2 separate regions of the Zea mays genome follow, and region 2 is linked to region 1. Evidence: chromatin contacts called from public Hi-C data. All regions are on one chromosome and are shown on one strand. The core of a region is the stretch at or near the end of the contact, and the rest is flanking DNA. Distances in the headings are between cores, read along the strand shown. Region 1 holds the start of LOC100277463. Region 2 holds the start of LOC100277448.

The links. A called contact is a pair of places that touch in the nucleus more often than the background predicts.
Region 2: a Hi-C map of leaf shows a contact between it and region 1, with 1.9 times the contacts expected there. The contact joins the promoter of LOC100277448 here to the promoter of LOC100277463 in region 1. A contact is called at or near these places in 3 of 25 Hi-C or Micro-C datasets (bundle sheath and leaf).

Annotation. Positions count from the first base shown.
Region 1 is chr4:233,972,708-233,976,119 of Zm-B73-REFERENCE-NAM-5.0, forward strand. It overlaps LOC100277463, which reads left to right and starts at 1,979. Exons shown (of 1, transcript NM_001151014.2): 1 at 1,979-2,698. The coding sequence starts at 2,145. The coding sequence ends at 2,531.
Region 2 is chr4:234,129,340-234,132,725 of Zm-B73-REFERENCE-NAM-5.0, forward strand. LOC100277448 reads right to left here and starts at 1,696. Exons shown (of 2, transcript NM_001151008.2): 1 at 1,605-1,696; 2 at 578-1,287. The coding sequence starts at 1,273. The coding sequence ends at 920.

The DNA.
Region 1 (3,412 bases), core at 729-3,228:
GCTTGATGAGGTCGAGTATTATGGAAGAAGTGAAGAAATAGATGACCTCAATTTTCATGGTTCCAAACCTCTTACTCTAGTGATATTCAAATGTCATTGATTTGACCCTAAAGTGACGAGACGGACAAATTCTAATGTTGGGCTAGTAGAAATTCGTAAAGATTCTATCTTACTAGGAGACGATGTCTATATCATGCCCAACTGGCCACACAAGTATATTATCTCCCATATGTGTGCCAAACGAAAGAACATCTTATGGGTTGGGATGTTGTGTACAAGGTATCACCGCACGGTAAATTACGTGTTCCAAACGATGAAGATTGTTAGTTAGACCCAAACACATATGTTGGAGAATTATTTTAAGAATATGGCTAGAAGTGCGATTTGAAATAGACTTAACCGAAGCGATTGAAATGGAAGTAGATATTGAACTGGTTGTTGACGAGGAGGATGATGAGGTGCAAAATGAGAATGACATAGACATGCTTTAAGGATTACATTTAGACAATGACAATGACGAACTTGCGCCTTCAGATTGTGTTGACTATGAAATGGTTGATAGTGATGATGGGACTTATGATCTGATTAATTTCGACCATGAAGATTATTTTTAATCGATGTAATGCTATATTTTATTTATTTCATATATGTTTCTAAATACGTATTTTTTTATATGTGCTTATTTGCTTACTCTTAATTACAAGTGATTGGACAAAGATGGTGGACAGTGGGATGAGGACGAGGAGGGGGAGGGTTATCTTTGTAAAAAGCTTATGTCCGTGAGTATTGGTAATACTCATGTTTGTGAAACTTGGTCTGAACTTAGACATGTTTGTGAAAAACTTGTGAGATTTGTGGTCTCTATGATGTATATGATGATTTTGTGAACTCTGCGATGTATATGTAATGATTATGTGATATATGTTTTGTTTGTTTGGGTCGAATAATAAAAACAAATAAAAAGGGGATTTCTGGTAACTTTGTCGAGTGTTACACTCGACAAAGAGCGACTTTGTCTAGTGCAATGACCACAACACTCGACAAAGAGAGCACACCTAGGAACCGGTAAAATCTCTTTGTCCAGTTCTGTAGTCCTGACACTCAACAAAAGAAGCTCCCTTTGTCGAGTGCCAGCCAGCGCACTCAGCAAAGAGACGGGCAAAGGGGCCCACTGGTGCTCTCTTTGCCGAATGCTAGTTTGTCACTCTTGGCACATAGGCTGTTGTAGGGGTCTACTGGAGCTTTCTTTGCCGAGTGCTAGATTAGCAGGCACTCAGCAAAGGCTCCCTCTTTACCGAGTGTTAGTGAGTGCACTCAACAAAGTCTCCGTCGTCGTCACTTGTCGCTGTCACGACGACTTTTCTTTGTCGAGCTCCAGATGGTTTGTCGAGTGCCCGACATAATGCACTCGATAAATAAACCGTTGTTGATGTACAGTTCATCGAGTCCTCTTTGACGAGAGGTACACTCGGCAAAGAGTTCGCTGAATGTTTTCGGAGCTTTGCCAAAGTAGTTTGTTCCGGTAGTGTAACTGATCGATATTTTTTGTAGTATTTTACTTATGTTTTTAGTTCTCAAAATAAGAAATATATTTTCCCATATTACCTCCTAGAATAGAAGTTAATATGTGATCATCACTATCTGGATCAACAGTTCACAGTTATTTGGATGTACCGTACCGTACGTATCAAAAACCTTGGTCGACAAGATTAGCACTTAAAACAAATTTAAAGTGGCCTATAATTTAAAATGAAGAAAGCATTTGTCATAGAATTGATTTATATTAGTTGTTAATTTGCCGTCGTCTCTTGTGGTCATTATTTAGCTGATAATCTTGTGGTCTCTTGCCGTCTCGAAACTAGAAAGCGGCTGTATAGTAAATGAACTATTCATCGCCATATATTGCACAGTACAAACGAAACAACAGCGTTAATTGCAACAATATATATAAAATAGAGCTCCGATAAATAGCTCCAGCACCTCGCAACCCCCACCCTCTTATTGCGCCTCACTTGGCCTGCGCGGCTGCTGTACCAAACCAACCCAAGCCACCCAATAAACCAACCAACGACGTAGCTGTTGAGCAGTACGTTGAGCTAGCTCTAGCTATAGGTACAGTACAGTCACGGAGTCTCGGCTCGGCCATGGGCAACTGCGTCCAGATCAGCAGCGGCGGCGTCGGCGTCGGCGGCAGTAGAAGCTGCGCGGCCGCCGTAGAAGCAGGGTGCCAGCAGCCGCAACGGAGGAGAAGCACTGCCGGCGGTGATGAGGAGGAGGCAATAATTGATCAAGCGATGACACCGTCGTCAATCTTGAAGGTGAAGATGGTGCTGACCAAGGGCGAGCTGGGGTGGCTCGTGGCGCAGCTCAAGGCCGGCGACCGCCGCCTCGCGGACGTGCTCCGGGAGATGGCGCGCAAGCGTGAGGGCCGGGCGGCTGCCGACGGGTGGCGGCCCAGCCTTGAGAGCATCGTCGAGTGCCCTGCCGAGACGGCGCCGGCGCCGGACGCCACCTCCGATAATAGTGATTAGCTAGCTATAGGAGTACTTGTAGAGGATCTGGAACTCGTAGATGTGTTGCCCGTTGGGCGTTTCGATTTTTTTTTTCCTCCCTCTCTCCCTCTCTTGTTGCTTAAAATTATTTCTACTTTTAACTTGCTGATCCGGTCCCAGTTAAATGAAGGTCGTTTCTTCTGCCATCCTTACTTTTAAAGTTTTAAGTTAAAACGATTACCCCGTACTCACCTTTGTTTAGGCTTTGACGCATAGGATTACTTCACACACAGTTCAACTGCCTCTCGACTAGTAGCGTCGGTGACAGACTGACAGTACAGCACTGTCCATCAGCCATACGTATGCATGGCGTCATCTATAAAAGACATTCACTGGAAAATATAAAGCGATCAAGTTGCTGAATTCATGTGTCTATCTGAATTTAGGCTTCTTCTCAGGCTATGGCTGTTCCATGTAGAAATTATAGCGTTAATTTATTGTAATTTCTATAGACAAAATCTGTAATTTTGGATCAAGGAAAAAAACTCGACAGACAAAGCCACATATCCGAAAAAATTAATATAAGTGGACACAAAGATGGTATATAATTTACGATTTCTTTAAAGTAAGATAAGAACAAAAAATAATACATTGTACGTAAAAACAATTGATATATTATAAATAAATCACAAGAGAATCAATACAATACGGTTATTCCATACATCCTGCAAATCGCCTGATATAACTTAAATTTCTCGAACACCTTAAGTTTGTTTAGGTAGAGTGAATTATAAGGGTCCCTTTGGTAGAGTTTAAGAATAGCTTTGGCTCTGGCTTCTTGATGCGAGCAGCTTTGTTGAGAAAGTCAAATCCATTATAAAAATTTATTTGTTAACCTGGCTTTTCTGTTGTTTTTGCGA
Region 2 (3,386 bases), core at 446-2,945, 160 kb after region 1:
GAAGCTCTAGCCTTTTTGAGTCATCGGACGATTAGGTGGACGATTCGGCCTTAAGTCGGCCAAGTTGTATTAAATTATATATCGATTTTAAGAAAACGATACGACCAACTAATCATGATTAGTCGGACGACTTAAAAACCTGGTACTATCGTAATATAATTAATGAAGAAACTGATAGTACAGCTTGTTTGGTATTCTAAATATTATTATTTTACTATACAAAATTTGTTAAACCTGACATGCTTTGATTCTTCAAGAAAATTGAAATGGCTTGTAATATAGAGTGGTTGGAACGGAGTGAGCTGGTACATGTAACCTGCGCGTACACTCAGGGCTGAGATTAAATGTCTTTTCTATCATTATCGTTATCATTACAATATAGAGATAACCTAGCTGACTCATGCATGGCAGACGAGGTGAAACCGATATAGAAGAATGATTGAACTAGTATAAATTAAGTATGAACTTAACAACAAAAACCCACAGCATTTAGTAGCCTTCCTGTGTTGAACTTTTATATATATGGTTGATGTTATGGTTGGCTTGTGTGAATCGGACGTCGGATCGATGAACTTTGTGATGAACATGCTCCATGTGATTGCTAGCGGTGAATAGAATCAGATTTTACAGACAGAACCGAATACAATTTGAACCAGTTGGGTTCTGTTGTTTACTATGGAGGACTAGTACCATCCTGTGGATTGGCCAGCATATGCATGTATAGTAGAGACGACGTACTAGCTCTCATTACATTTATTCAACAAATCAAACTAAAGACTCACGAGTCGCGCGTGCAGCATAAATTAATATATATATAGTCGATGTTGTATGTGTCATCTGCACCTCTCTATGCTGATGTCCAGACAACTATAGCGCTGCTGTAGATTGTTCATCCCCATGCATCCTTTCTCTTCTTTGTCTAGTTCCCCCCGCCGGATAAGCGAATCAACTTTTGGCGCGCCTTTTCCTTCAGCTCATCCTTTTGGTGCTGAAACGCCTCTATGATGAATTCCACTGGAGAGGGGACATGCGGCGTAGGATTCTTGCTCCACTGCGCCCCCGGAAATTGATGATGATGGCTAGGCATGGAGTTGGAGATGCCAGGGATGAAATGCGCCGGCCCTTCCTCGTTTTTATGCCGAGCTTGCGCAGGGAGACCTCTAGCAGCGTGCACATGCCGCACAGGTGGGTGTGGATCTTCCTGGGCTTTGGCGACGCTCCAGCCTGGGAACTCCTGTTCGGCCGGAACGCCATTTCCTCCTCTTCCAGCCATGGTCCGGCGAAAACCTGCTTCATTATTACAGCAGGCCACTTATATGAGTATGAGTTGAACTAGAGATGACATCTCTTAATCTGCAGAAACTAAATAGGCACTATCTAATAACAAGAAGAGAAAAAAATATAATTGTCTGATCTTGTATATCACTACCGGACACAGTTGTTTTGCCGACTGTCGAGTGCTTCAGTTACTCGACAAAACCCAGAAAACAATCGGTAAACCTTCTGACGCTCGGCAAAGAGATTGTTTTGATCTTCTTGCAAATTAAACACCCCGCATGCATAATGAATCACAAAGTTTACAGATCCAAGTTTTGTCTAGTTACCTGCAGCTTCTTTCAGAAGAGGGAGACGTGTGCTGCTTAGCACGAATTAAACCAGTCGATTGACGATGGTACTCTGCTCTCAACCTTAGGATGGTACGTGCTTAGCTTGGTGGTATTATATAGCTTCGAGTGAAGCGAGAACGAAGAAGCCTCCGTTTGGTCGTACTCTCTCTCTCTATTGGTTGTAGACCAAGTCTCAAGTCAATGCAAGGAGGGGGTCGGGATCCGACAGGGCAGTACGCGTTTTTTTATATTTATACGAACTTCTCAAGATTTGTTTGAAAGTTTCCACGGAGTAGTTATAGCAAACTATTTAAAAAACCTTTTTCTAAATTAAACCAATGACCTTATGGTAGCGTGATGTTTGCTTTGTGTTGTTTCGTGTTGCGAGGGAGTAAAGTTTTTAAATGTGTTCGTAATTAATTTTTATTCATCTCTCTTGGAACTTGTCTAAAATCTTCTTCCTACGCTCTAAATTGTTTCTTGTGTTCATTGTGCATCAACCTTATCTCTAAAATCTTACCAGTTGTTTTTTTTCAGTACCTTATTTCTTTTATGGGAAATTTGGATCCATACCATTAAAAGATCACCACTTTGGATCCATACCATTACTATCTCACTTACATGTGGGTCCACATGAGTCAATGACATGTGGGGTCCATGGTATATATCTAAAGTTTGGATCTTTTAATGGTATAGATCCAATTGTTCCTTCTTTTATCTGTGAGCGTATACTAATGTTTGAGATAGACTCAAATGATTTTTCTTGAACTCCAAATATTATATTTGAGTTTCTCATCTCCCAAAATTTCTCTAGAAAGTTTTAGATTTTTTTTTTGAGATTCTTGAGCATTTTTCGTTGCCTTATGCTAAATCTGGAATTATTTTAATGTTCAATTTCGGAAATTCCGAAAATTGAATAACATTTATCCTAATCTAACTCGACCAAAACCCTTCATATATCTATACTACTTTTTAAGACAGTAGTGTAGACGTACACATCCATGTGGTGCACGGTTCTGCCCTCTCTCCCCTCCGCGATCCTCTCCAGTCCCAAGCGCGCAGATCCCGTGTCAGCGCCGCGATTGTCCCTCCTCCCCGACGCCGCGATGGCCGCGCCCCCTCCCCCTCCCCCGGCGTGATGCCCGCAGCCCCTCCCCCCGGTGCCATGGTGCCCTCGCCTCCACCCCCGAGCGGTCCGGCGTCGTTGTGTTCCCTTCTTCCCTGTCGCCTTTCCCTCCCTGCTCTGCATTCCTTCCCCAACCCACGCTCACCTGGCCCCATAGCCCCACGCCGACATACCCTCGCCCTCGCCTCCCCGTACCCCGCCCCACACGCCACCACCATCGGTCGGGAAGCAAGCTCAAACCCTAACCGCCGGCGATGCCAGCACGATGGCCCGCCATGACCACGCCATCACCTGGTGTGCTATGCCCCCGCCTCGCGATCCTCATCCCCGCGGAAATCACGTCCGCGAGATGCCCGCGCCACGGCCGCCACACCCCGTCCAGAAACCTCGCTGTTCCCCCCACGTTCCATCCTCGGCGTCCCTCGCCTTGGCCGCCCCCGGCCTCGGCGCCGTCCCGCCGCGCCCCTCACTCACCTCGCATGTCCCTCCTGTCGTCGCCCTCGACAGGCAAGCCCATCCACCAACGCTGAGGCACTAACTTGTCCCTCGCCGATGAGGCATCCGCGCCGCGCGAGCCTCTGGCCCGGCACCGGTGCGGCGTCACTGGAGGCCGAGGGCGGCACGAGACGGGCGTCGCCGTCGGTGGTGCTGCA